Linked DNA regions of Danio rerio: region 1 is linked to region 2. Evidence: chromatin contacts called from public HiChIP or PLAC-seq data. All regions are on one chromosome and are shown on one strand. Each heading gives the region's core, a stretch centred on a gene start, on an enhancer-like site or on the middle of the called end of the contact. The rest is flanking DNA. Distances are from core to core; before and after follow the strand shown. Region 1 has its middle 32 kb from the start of cpb1. Region 2 holds the start of fzd8a (frizzled class receptor 8a).

Region 1 (6,861 bases), core at 3,619-6,118, 290 kb before region 2:
GCCTCGTGTTCACTTCCCAATGCATCACCGTGCCAGTAACACAGTTCTTCTCACAATGGACAGAACTGTGGATTTTTTTTTTCTTTAAAAAAAATATTCGTAAATTAACAGTATGTGTATTTTGAGATTCATGTTTTTTTTTCCACGTTTATTTATTATAGGTGTGACAAAACACTCCATGAGATGAGACAAGATTGGGTTCATGAGAATGAGAATAAGACAAGGCTGAAAAAACAATCACAAAAAACAAAACTATTTAGGTGCTTTTTAAATCAACTTGAAATAAATGTTATTTTACTTCTATTTTAATGAATGCAAACACTGCTAAGCATTTTGCTAATATATGAATGGAAAATAGTGTATGTAATTTTAAATATTAGCAAATTATGTGATCATATATAAAGGAAAAATATTTTTTTATTCAACTGGAAAACAATTCCTGCAACCTTTAAAATCACGAGGCAGCACAGGATTGTGTGCAAAGCATTTGTGGGTCAAATCCAATCCTGCCTCCAATCTACAGTGCTAAATTCACCCTCTCGCTCCATCATAACTCACAAGACAACTTTTCGCCTCAATGAGATATCTCGTCGCGATTTAGGCTCGCGAGATGTTTTAGCCCAAGATCTCGTCACACCCTTATTATTTATGCTTTTGAATCTCTGTCCTTAATTTTTCTTCCAACAGCGTTTAAAGGAACCAAGCCGAAAAAGAAAATAAAGTTTGAAAAAGTTACTTTTATTAGCGTTTGTCATAGTTTAAAGTCATATTTTTTTCTATTACAAACCTTGTAATAAACTACTAATACTTTTTTGTTATTTTAAATTTTCTCACAACGCAAAAAAATTAAGAAAATGCCTACATTTACTCAAAACACATGCAAGTATCAGGGAACAGAATGAAAATGTTTCAAGGGGACCCTCAAACATGATGGACCCAGCTGGACCCAACATCCTGATTACAGCATTCACTTGTTTTCTGTGTTTTTTATTAGCCTAAATAACCATTGCTGCGACCGAAACTGCATACCTCCATACTATATTGTGCTAAAAGCAGTATATGTGCCGGGTAGTATGTCAGAATTCATAGAATTCGAAAAACAGTATGCTAGAAATACCCTGATGACCTACTACTTCCGGTGAGATTCTAAAGTGCACATTGGATGGACGCTACGCTATCCCATGATCCACCTTGAGATTTTTGAATGGTAGTAAAGCAACGCGACTGAGGTGGATAGATCACGTGATGTAATGTGTAATCATATAGCGCATTTATTGTGTATGTTCATACACCCAAAGCGCTTCACAATCATGAGCGGAGGTCTCTCCACACCACCACCAGTGTGCAGGATATACTTGGATGATGCGACGGCAGCCACAGGATTGGTGGAGTAGACTATTGGTGGAGTAGAGAGATGGGGATAGAGCCAATTTAGTGGATAGCGATGATTGGGAGGACATGATGGTTGTGGTGACAACAAAATGGCGGATGCAATATGTCCGAATTCGATTCCTACTACTGACATTTATACTGTATAGAACATACTTGTCTAAGTAGTAGGAGATTTTGGACGCAGTACATAACCTGAATAACCAGGTGCGTCACATTTTTGGGTCCCCTTGAAACCTTTCCATTGTGCAGCATGTTTTATTAATTTGTTTGCATTGCGAGAAAATGCAGTATGTTTTTTTAGGTGTTTGCGTTGGGAAGATTTGCATCATGTCTGCCGTCAAACTGATTCTTAATTCACTGGCGTTTTTTGTAATTGTAACATGTTAAGGTCTTTCAGCCACCGCCACGTCAAACCAATTTTAATCCTGAATTTAAAACCAAGGGGGTAAACACGGTGGTTAAGTAGTTAGCACTGCAAGAAGGTCACTGGTTCAAGCCCCGGCTGGGCCAGTTAGCGTTTCTGTGTGGAGTTTGCATGTTCCCCGTGTCGGTGTGGGTTTCCTTCCAGTGCTCCGGTTTCCCCCACAGTGCAAAGGCATGCAGTACAGGTGAATTGAATAAACTTAATTGGCTGTAGTGTATTTGTGTGAATGAGTGTGTATGAGTGTTTCCTAGTACTGGGTTGCACCTGGAAGGGCATCTGCTGTGTAAAACATATACTGGATAAGTTGGTTCATTCTGCTGTGTGAATTCCCTGATGAATAAAGGGACTTAACCGAAGGAAAATGAATGAGTGAGTAATAACAAAAGGGGAAATCTGTTGTTCAAGTAGCCATGCTATTTCAGCATGCTTCTACAATTCTCGGAGCTCTTTTATTGTGACTAGTGTTTCATGGGACACGTGTCTTGGAGCTAAACAGCAGGAAACTGGCCCTGTGGGAGCAAAACTGAACATCCTTGTTCTAAGGTTAACAAAACCACATAACTTTAACAGAGCGTCTATAAATGTCCACCAGGAGGAAGCATTTCACTACTCTCCGCTCTGCCGTGAGTTGAATTCACCATCACATTCATTGTGAACAGGGTGGAAGGTCTGTTAACAAAGTCCAAAAATCAATCAATCTGTTCTCCAGCATCTCCCAGCTTTGTTTGGTATCAGGTACATTCATTTAAACAGACGAGCGTGTTAAGATGTCCACCGCTTTGACATTGATTCCAGCACTAACGTGTTTCTCGCGCCTTCAACACGAGTTGAATTTGTTTTGTAAAAGGCAAGGTTTTGTTTATGTCCCAACAGGTTGGTCGAGTTGGCTTCCTGTTTAAGATGCAGGACTATACCGCTGTGTTCATTCGATGTGAAGGTTTATTTTGAATCCCCGTGGCAGGCTACTAGCTGGCCTCAAGCAAATCAATATATTCAATCAAAAGGTATCCCCTGAGAAAGGTGGATGAGCAAGAAAGTTGGGGAAGGGGCCACGGTTTGTTTTTTTGTATTATTAATTACCCGCTGGCAATAACAATCTTAAAATGATCTACTTCATGTGTTTGGAATCCTTGAGATGGTCAGTGAGATGCGCGTTTACTTTGGCATCTAACTAGTGTCCGTAATAAACTTTTCTTTTTCCACATCTGTCGTTGGTAGGTGAATTTATTACGACTGAACGGAGTCATTTATAATGCAGTGTTGGGCCAGTTACTCAAAAAACTGCAGTATATTACTCCATGCTCAAGGCTAAAAGAATCCTGCATCGCATGCCAAATCTCACGGAAATTCATAACTGTTTCATTTAGATGCTAATCCATATTCGTTTGCATGATCTCATTCATACATGTTAGTACAATTTGCTCATCTCCTAATGAGGGGTAGGGTTAGGTGCGGGGTTTAAGGCATCCTTTTTTCCACTGAGTGGTACAGTACGGTATGGATTGGTAGGGTCACCTTTATCAGGGTTGCATTTCCACTGCCAAAAGTGTACCAATGGTCATGGTATACAACAGAAACTTTCAGTTGATGTCCTTTTCGCTTGGGAAAATCAAAATAAAATAGTTACATCATGAAATTGGGCTGGTTCTAACTACTAATGGACTAATTGCCATTGAATACATTATAATCCATCAGCTTTTCATCATTAAACCCAGTATATTTTAATGGCTGTACTTTTAATAGGTATACTGACAACACTAATCTCAGGGGATTAAGATATGAGGGTGAGTAATTAATAACAGAATTAATTTTAAATTAACTAACCCTTTAATTATTTATTTATTTTTTAAACTATGTATTTCGGATCCTGGTTCATTCCGCTGTGGTGACCCCTGATTAATAAAGGGACTGAGCCGAAAAGAAAATGAATGAATGAATTTCTGATCCTTTATCTAAACATCACAGCAGACACAACAGAAGTAAATGCATCTGACAGTGTGATGATAACATCAGTCCAGTCAGCCTGAGATGCAATTAACCTTTTCTGAAGAAGCACAGAATCATGCATGGTTTCTTTCAGACACCAAGTTTGGTGCAACCAATACATAAACTTTATTATTATTTTGGGTTATCTCACAATTAATGGCATAGATTACTCCCCAAAAAATTATTCTGTCATTATTTACTCTCTCTTTACTTGTGGCAAACCTGTTTCTCTTTCTTTCCTCCGTTAAAGAAAAAAAAAGAGCTGAAAACTTGTAACCATTGACTTTCATACTGTTTGCTCTTCCTACTACAGGAGTCAATATAGTTTCAGCTTTCTTCGAAATATCTTCTTTTGATATCTTTAACAGAAACTTTTAAAACAACTTTAGAGTGAGTAAATGGAAACTATTTTTTCAGTTTTGGGAACTATCCCTTTAAAGGTCCTGTGAAGTGCTCTGAAATAAGCATTTTTATTTGATGTTAAATGTAATCGCAACTGAACATGAAGAGAGGGTGGAACATAATGTAGCTCCTGCCCTTTAAAAAAAAAACAGCTAATAGCATTTTGTTTTTATCAGCGCTCTGCCAGTGAGAATGGTTGAGCTTAAGAGCATCATAGATATTTACATTAGATGTCGCCTACGCTAGTGTTGTATATTGGAAGGAATGCATCAATAGAGCCACAATTTTAGTATAGGGTAGCGCTCCTTTAAAATGATCAGGGGAACAAGAACGGAAGTGACAAACTACAAGCTTTACATTTTAAAGGCGGATTTAGTCCTTGTTTTGGAGCACACTAGATGTTTTTTTTTTTTAATAATAATATAATAATAAACAATTCTGATAATAACATCTAAAAAAACTTAATTTTAATTTTATGTGACCTTTAAATCCTGAACTATCCTTTTAAATCATCTTGCCGAATTATTTGCAATATCTGAAGGCATCATGAATCAAGACCCAACCTACATTTATTTTAGTCTTCAAGAGTCAGATTTGTGTGCATAGTTTTATAACCCTTTTCTTTGCATGGTAGGCTTGTGTGTGTGTTTTGGCCCTGGGCCCAGAATGATGCAACAGTTGGAGCATGTACAAGTCAATCAACAGGCAAACATGGGCAGAGATCAGTGTTGTGGGTTTGGCGAGACTAATTGTGAACTAAAATAAACATGTCACTCACACCTTACATGTCGACGTGCACTTATTGAACGCAGGGAGTCCAGACAGGGTGTGTGTAGACCCGTGGTGCCAAGAAGATGACAAGCCTTTGTTTGCGTGTAAGGCTTGTGTTTGTTTATGTAAAAGGGATTTCTTCATCAAAATGCAGGTATAATTGAAATCAGTGCTTTAAAAGTGCCTAGAGGCAGGTTTTTAATTGGATTTGAAAGGTGGGATGAAGGTAGCCAAGTGGAATCTAAAAATAGTTTTGTTGTCAGGTAAAATAAAAATGTGCATTCATATATTCATATATATATATATATATATATATATATATATATATATATATATATATATATATATATATATATATATATATATATATATATAAAAGGGGTATATATATATATGTATATATATACTGAGCAAGGAATTTTTCACAGTATTTCCTTTAATAGTTTTGTTTCTAGAAAGTCTTATTTGTTTCATTTCAACTGGAATAAAAGCAGTTTTAGTTTTTTAAAGGCATTTTTGGGTCAATATTATTAACACCACTTAAGCAATATTTACTTCAGTAGTCTACAGAACAAACCATCATTATGCAATGACTTTCCTAAGTACCCTAATTTGTAAAAATTATGGTCATCATGGCAAATCAGTTATTAGAAATGAAGTTTCACATACTAATTTCGAGAGGAGCACGTGATATGATTAACTGCAGCTGGCCACTCATCTACACATATTAGCTAGCCAATCAGATTGATCCAAACTCACTATAAGTAACCTAGCTAAGAACTACTCCCTTATTTTCGTTTCCCGAAGAAACCCCCTATCCACCCCTTCTCCTCCTTTCCTCTTTAGGCGAGGGGAGCTCTCGAGAACACCTGATCTTGTACTCCCCTCACATGCTCTATGGACCTGGCGGGAGCCCTGGGCTCAACTATTTCCAAGCTCAGGGTTCTCTCCCGGGACAGCATGCCAAACCTGCTAACTTGCTAACAAGTTGTCAAACAGTATCTAAGTGTGAATCTAAGTGTATCTAAGTGTATTACTGTTGGTTATTACTGTTGGTTATAATGGTTATTACTGGTAGTTTCATTTTGAAATAAAAAAAGTTAAATGTTCGTTAAGAGTTACATTTATCACTGGAAGAAATAGCTATGATTATATGGTGAACACCGAGAAAACCTGATTGCTCCTCGATGACATTGGGGTACTGGTGATACAAGTGTATCCAGCAGATATTATAACAGTTTATCCATAAACACACATCTTGTTTTCTGGCTCTGCACAGCGGTGGTTTGCTGATCAAATGAAAAACAAAAGAAGGGGAGGAGCTGAATTCTGGTGCAGTTTTTTTTTTAAATTTAAAGGGGACTGAGGTGGTTTATTTAGTGTATAGTTTATGAGCTAATTGCAACAGTTTTAGGGGGTCTGAGTAGAAATATAGCATGGCTAATGCCCATGGCTGACTGTCTGCTCTTCTTACAAAAGGGTTTTTGAGACTCTGTGTTAGATTTAATTTTTAAATTATACCATTATGCCATAGAACTGTTGCATAAATGCAGTATTACGCTTGTAGCAGTGCAATATGGCTGTATATAGTCAGTGCTGGGACACTGAGACACTCGGCCTGCAGCCTTGAGCCAATGTACGGCTCCCACCAGTACTGATACACAGCCGAATTGCACTGCTACCCGTGTGATATTGCTCATTTAAAACTGTTAAAAATGTTAATAAAAGTCACTTGTTCAAACTTTTTAAAAGGTTAAAATTTGTTACAAGAAAGATCAAGATCCTATAATGCAGTTTAAAAGCATAAATAACCGGGGCGAAAAAAAAAAAAAAAAACCTGAATCACCTAATTTACAGATTTATTTATTTTTTTTTACAGTATAGAA
Region 2 (7,402 bases), core at 715-3,214:
AGTACTATATGAAATGAATCGATGGATGAATGATTGTATACATAAAAATAATATTACAGCCTAAATAATATATTTTTAAAAATAAAAACAGCAACACACTACTACTACTATACTAATAAAAAAATAATGAAAAATGTAAAATATAAATATGGTTGGAAGACAGGTTTATTGTTAAGTACAATGCAATAGATTTTAAATGTGCAATGTGTTTATAATAATAATAATAATAATAATAATAATAACAATATTTTAAATTTTAATACTAATAATGATTTTAATAACAATAATAATGATAATAATAATAATAATAATAATTAATATTCATTAATTTTCTTCTCGGCATAGTCCCTTTATTAATCAGGGGTCGCTACATAATAATTATAATAATAATGAAAAATGTGAAAATATTTAGATGGCATGAAGACAAGTTTGTTTTTATGTGAAATGCAAAAATAAATAAATAAATAAATAAATAAATAATTAAATAAACCCAAAATAAATCTACAAACAAAACAACTTTAGCTTTCATGCTAATATAGAATATATGAGCTATAGTTTTTCTTTCAATTTTACTGTATTTTTAAACATGATCAGAGGATGGAAAGCTGTCATAGTGGATCAAACAAAGGGCAAGGTTATGAAAAATGTTTAGTGTTTTTGAATTATTATATTATATTATATTATATTATATTATATTATATTATATTATATTATATTATATTATATTATATTATTATATTAGTAATATTTTGAATTACTAACATTTATATAAATAACAAATATTTAATTCTGAATAACCTGCAATAATTAATCATTCTCAATAATCGGAGAATCAAAAATTTGATTAGCATTTTGACTCTGTAACATCTCAATCAGCTTCGCCTTTTCACCTTTGCTTTAAAAAAATCAGGGGAAAACAGAAGTATGTTCTTCATAATTAAAACGTGCCAACTTCAAAATCAGTTTATATGTTCACTGAATAATAATAGATAATAATAATAGCAATATTAATAATAATAACAATATTAATAATAATACTTATAATAATACTTATGATGATGATTATGATAATAATTAATACTTAATAATAATAATAATAATAAATGTGAAATATATAGATGGCATGAAAACAGGTTTGTTTTTAAGTGCAATGCAATACATTTAAAATGTGCAATGTATATATGTGTCTATAATAATAATACTGATAATAACAACAACAACAACAACAATATTAATAATATTAGAGCAATACTACTACTACTACTTCTACTAATAATAATATTAATAATAATACTTAGATTAATAATAACAGTAGTACTGTTGCAAACACATTTTAGGATAAAATAAGTAAAAACAAAGTATTTTATTCATACATTTCAACAATTAGAATGTTTAAAGACACTGGTTGAGATATAACAGACTTTGAATAATATAGATGTGCATTAAAAATCGCTTTGTCTCATATCAGTTTAAGTTAAATTAAAAGAAGAAATTACATAATTATCTTTATATTATTACCTGTATGTAATTAAATGGAAAATGCAAGAGTAAAAACATATATAGACTCTAATAATAGTTTGAGATCTTTCAGAAATATTTTTTGCAACCAGTTTCACCTCAATAAAGCACATATAAAAAGCTATCAAACAAAGAAATCAAACAACATAAAACCACACATTAGCACTTAAATATGAATGGTAATTTTCTTTAGTGATTCGTCTAGAATAGATCATGTGTTTTTGGTGTGATCTGCTAGCTTCAGGCATAAACGTGTATCTTTGATCTAATTTGTTTTCCCCCTCAGAAACAGCATTCTGCAACTGTATACCTTCAGCAAAAGTGATTGACAGGACTCCGTGGCCCGCCCCCGCAGCCTCTCGATTGGCCAGTTGCTCGTAGTGGGCGTGTCCGCACGACTGTCTTTTATACTCAGTGCGTCCTACTCTACAGCACTGATTTGTATGAGAAAGCCTCTCGCGAACACCACGAATGTTGAAAACGCGTTTACACCGGGAGTTTTCTTGTTGACAGAGAAGTTTTGAAGAACAAACCGCGGCTTTATTTTTTAACACATCGCCGGAGCGGGAATAAGGAGAGGAAATACGAGACGGCTGCATTTATTCCCTCAGCCATTTTGCCTGCGCCCGCCCGAGGGCTATTTATTCTCGGTATGCAACCCAACCGCGACTCCGTGCCAAACAAGTGAAGCGGAGATGGGTCTGCTCTGCAACATCTGAACTGAACTGTTCCCAGCGCCGCGTTGCTTGTGTTGACAGGATGGAGTGCTACCTGTTGGGGATTTACCTGTTCCTCGCGCTGGCTCTGCTGCCCCGATCGAGCGGTACCACGGCCAAGGAGATCACCTGTCAGGAGATCGCCGTTCCGCTGTGCAAGGGCATCGGTTATAACTACACCTACATGCCCAACCAGTTCAACCACGACACGCAGGATGAAGCCGGCTTGGAGGTGCACCAGTTCTGGCCTCTGGTGGAGATTCAGTGCTCCCCGGATCTCAAGTTCTTCTTGTGCAGCATGTACACCCCGATATGCCTGGAGGACTATAAGAAACCCCTTCCGCCGTGCCGGAGCGTCTGCGAGAGAGCCAAGGCGGGCTGCGCCCCGCTCATGCGGCAATACGGCTTCCCTTGGCCGGATCGGATGAGGTGCGATCTACTGCCCGTGCAAGGAGCCCCAGACACGCTGTGCATGGACTACAACCGAACCGACTCCACCACAGTGTCGCCGGTGCTGTCCAAACCCACCAACTACCCCAGCAAAGCCATTAATCCGCACAAAAAGAAAAGCGGGCGGCCAGGCGTCGGACCCAATAAGAATAAGCCCTGCGAGCCGGGCTGCCAGTGTCGCGCGCCGATGGTGCCGGTGAACAGCGATCGACACCCGCTCTACAACCGCGTTAAGACGGGTCAAATCCCAAACTGCGCCATGCCATGTCACAACCCATATTTTACGCAGGATGAGCGGACTTTTACGGCCTTCTGGATCGGACTTTGGTCCGTGTTGTGCTTCATATCCACCTTCGCCACAGTCGCCACCTTCCTAATCGACATGGAGCGGTTTAAATACCCAGAGCGCCCTATTATTTTCCTCTCGGCGTGCTACATGTTTGTGTCGATCGGGTATATAGTGCGATTGATCGCCGGGCACGAAAAAGTGGCGTGCAATCGGGAGTATGACGTGGAGCACATTCACTACGAGACCACCGGCCCCGCGTTGTGCACCGTTGTGTTCCTGCTTATCTACTTCTTCGGAATGGCCAGCTCCATATGGTGGGTCATCCTCTCGCTCACCTGGTTCCTCGCGGCGGGCATGAAGTGGGGAAACGAGGCCATCGCGGGCTACTCTCAGTACTTTCACCTGGCCGCTTGGCTCATCCCGTCCATGAAGTCTATAGCCGTCCTCGCGCTGAGCTCGGTGGACGGAGATCCGGTCGCCGGGATCTGCTACGTTGGCAACCAGAACTTGGACAATCTGCGGGGCTTCGTGCTGGCCCCCCTGGTCATATACCTATTTATAGGCACCATGTTTCTTTTGGCTGGATTTGTGTCGCTTTTTAGGATCAGGAGTGTCATTAAACAGGGGGGCACTAAAACGGACAAGCTGGAGAAGCTGATGATCCGAATTGGGATTTTCACGGTGCTCTACACGGTTCCCGCCACCATCATCGTGGCGTGTTATTTCTATGAGCAGCACAACAGACAGAGTTGGGAGATCACTCATAACTGTTCGTGTTTACTGGAGCAGGAGATCAAGAGGCCGGACTATGCCGTCTTCATGCTCAAATACTTCATGTGCCTTCTGGTGGGCATCACCTCTGGAGTTTGGACCTGGTCCGGTAAGACATTGGAGTCCTGGAGGAGTTTCTGCACGCGCTGCTGTTGGGGCAGCAAGGGCTCCGGTGGCTCCATGTACAGTGACGTGAGCACGGGATTAACGTGGAGGTCCGGTACCGCCAGCTCCGTGTCGTGCCCCAAGCAGATGCCTTTGTCCCAAGTCTGAAACCAGAAAACCCCATTAATTGTTGGGGGTCTCCTGGTCTTTCAGACATTTGCATACAAATGAACTTGTTGATGGTTTCTATTAGCCGACGGACTGGTTGAAACAATGCAGCGATGCAGAAACAATTACGTTTCGCTAATTCCATTCTATTGATATGGACATGACATGCAATCAGTCATTCTTAAGGAGAATTCGGGCATTACATTGTTCCTAGTGGAGTAACACATGTCCCCAACTTGCAGCATTTTTATTTTTGTCTCATTTACTTTTACACGTTGTTGAAAGACAAGTTTTGAATTGTCTGAACAATCAAAGATGGTTTGAATAAGCCTTAACGTCTTAGTGCCCAATTATTATTGTTATTGTTATTATATACGGGTTGTTTTCTCTATTTTTTCTTTCTTTTTGCTAAATGTATTTATACGAACTTGTAAATGGTGTATAAAAGATGATTTATAAAATTTATTGTAAATTTGTACATAGTGTAGATGCCACACGAAAAGCAAATATGACTTTTATTTTGACAATAAAAACTTTTTGAGGAATCTGAACTTCTCTAACTGCTGCTTTCGTGGGTCCGGGAAGACTCTGGTAATGAATGCTCCCCATCCATCGGTTCTTTGTGGTCATTCCCATTGAAGATGCTTCGTAAAGATGCTTTTGTGGGTTCTGTTGAGAGAAACTCTTTTAGCTATCTGAGGCCTAATTAGAGACAAGGGCCTTGTGTTGGAGAATCTCCATAATTGTTGAACCCTTCACGTGCTTGCTACTTAATTTACCAAAAGAGGGCTGGGGAATGGGGTTTAAATGCAGGAAACGGGCCCTTTTCATCTGGGGAAACTTTGATCTTTCTTTTAAAGTCTAGAATAAAGGTGCCATGTAGATAGAACCTTTAGACTGATGCGCCAGGTTTTTTAAGGTCTAATTTGAGACTGTTGTCCTTTGATCGACGTTATAGAAATTGTTTGAAGCTCGGGGCCCCAGCCATGTTTTGTTAAAGAGAACCTGTGACAGTTTGATTTTTTTAAGCACTATCAGAACGCCCTTTTTGAATTTCAGCTGTGGTATTAATAGTAGTTACACTCGCGGGGACAGTGAATGGAAACCTACAGGTGGTCCCTTACGTAATCCACAGACGCTTTTTGTAAAACTTCATTGCAGTTTGTTAGACAAAGATTGACAGGAATTGTTGCAAATTCTACTGGTTACTTTTGTGTAATACAGCAATTATCATTTGTACATATATACAGTGCTCAGCATATATAAGTGCACCCCTCACAAATCTAAAAGGAAGCTATACAATGTTGTATGTATGCATATATTAGGTTAGTCAAGCCAAATCTGGAGCTAATCTAACAAAATAACTTAAGATAACGGTCCAAAAACTAGTACAAATGTATGTTATAGAATAATATTAAATACAAATACAGGAAAGATGAAAAATCAAGAGAAGAAAAGAATTGAAAACTTTAGTTAAAATTTTGTACGTTGAAATTTATTTTTGTGATATTTTGTTTAAATTTACTTATCTTTCAATTTCTAAAGATATTTGGTGACTAAAATATTATTTTAATAAATATATCTGTTTAATAAATCTGTTTTGTTTAAATTCACCAAAATACATTGCCTATATTCACTAAGAAATAGATAAAAGATTCATTTGTACTCGGTTATGCTGAGCACTGTTTGTGGCAACTTTCTCAGTATGAGCAGTGTTTGCACAACTTGTTTCATAATCACTAAGCCGTCTATCTCATTTCACACTCAACCTAACTAAATTTGTGTAATTACTCTGATAGATTCTGACACAACTATCTAATACAATCGTGTGGTTTTCTATAATCAATAGGTATACTTTTCTATGAGTATTTAATAAGGTTATTTTAACCATTTTATAAGCATATCAGGCCTGTAGCCAGTCTGGTAAAAGGGGTGATTCTTTTTTTATCAAAAAGTGGACACTTTTACAGTTTTATTTAACCCTGAAAAAACATTTATGTGTTGAATTTACACAAACAAATTAAAAGTAGCAATGTTCAGCTTAATTTGTTTAAATTCAGCCCAAATAAATTGTTTACAACCATTTAACTTTAAATATTTTTTAGTAAATCAATGAGTCATTGTTTTCAGTGTACGAAGTTAAGTATTTATAGTTTAAATACTGCATTTTAGTGACATTTTAAGCACTATAACCTTCTGTATTAGCTTGTCGGAGGTCATGATAACCACACTTTTTGATGTATTAAAACATTTACTAAAGATTTAAATTAAATTGAAGAGTTTATGTTAAAAGCTGCCTATTGGCATTTATTAAGCAAATAACAAACTGGCCACAACTTTCCTCAGTCAGAATTTGGCCACTTGAATAATAAAAACAAATATTTACTTGATAATAATAATAATGTCGAGCTTCCCGGGTTTCTAGCCTCTCTTGTAAGTAAGCAAATTTGAAAATTTATGGATGACAACAATAGCCTAATTAGTATTAAAATTAACTTTTATCTGCTTCAAAATTTACTTTTGGTGCTTCACACCTTTTTATTGGTATTTTTTTTCCTCCAAAAATAAGGTCCAAGGTTTAGAATAAAAGTAAAATGTTTTCTCTATTTAAAACAATACACACTGAAATAAAAATGACTCAAAATTGTTGCAAACAATTTATATGGGCTAAACTTAAACAAATTGAGTTTAGTAATCTGCATCTTAATTTGTTTAAATTAAGTGGAAATAAATTGTTTACAACCACTTTGCTTAAAAAATTCTGTAAGTTTAAGGAATCATCTTCTAATATTTTTTTTTTCAGTGCAGTAGGTCAGTAGTGATAGATGACATCACTTACGTCAGATTCCTCTTTGTCTTAAAACCTTCTTCGATTAGTTATTTTCACAATTCATGATGGCATAGCAGCCAAAATAGGACAAATGGGATTGTGAAGGGACGAATTCTGGCATTTTTGTCTTATTTCTTCATATATTTTTTTATTCTTATTTCTGTGAACACTAAAACAATACTGGTACACTGTAAAAGCCAAAAAGTTGAGGTAACTTAAACCATTTGTGGAAACCAATTGCAACAAACCATTTAAGTTCAAAAACTAATCCTAATGAGTACTGTGAACTTAATCCATTTGAGTAAATGAAGCAATTTGAGAAGAGAACTCAAACCAACTGAGTACTGTTAAACCCAATAAGTTAAGGCAACTCAAACCATTTAAGGAAACCGACTGCCACAATCCATTTGAGTTGAAAAACTAATCTATGTGAGTACTGTGAACTTCCTCCATTTAGGTTGAAATGATGAGGTATTTAATCAACTCATTACCTTCAACACTGAGTCCAAAACTCTTTTCAAATGAGAAGAATTAACTTTCAGTCAGAAGTTAAAT

What was found. HiChIP or PLAC-seq counts read pairs in DNA pulled down with a chosen protein or histone mark.
Region 1: an H3K4me3 HiChIP or PLAC-seq map of embryo shows a contact between it and region 2, with 4 times the contacts expected there. The contact joins the enhancer-like site here to the promoter of fzd8a in region 2. A contact is called at or near these places in 9 of 18 Hi-C or Micro-C datasets (caudal fin, embryo, fibroblasts and 2 more) and 4 of 4 datasets of contacts at active chromatin or transcription factors (caudal fin, embryo, gastrula embryo and 1 more).

What each region holds. Positions count from the first base shown.
Region 1 is chr24:4,922,283-4,929,143 of GRCz12tu, reverse strand. No RefSeq gene overlaps it. Among named protein-coding and RNA genes, the nearest start is that of cpb1, 32 kb to the left of the region's middle. Within about 2 kb of position 4,868, at least 4 of the 62 cell types and tissues checked have an H3K27ac peak or open chromatin away from gene starts, as enhancers often do.
Region 2 is chr24:4,633,234-4,640,635 of GRCz12tu, reverse strand. It overlaps fzd8a (frizzled class receptor 8a), which reads left to right and starts at 1,964. Exons shown (of 1, transcript NM_130918.2): 1 at 1,964-4,568. The coding sequence starts at 2,278. The coding sequence ends at 4,017.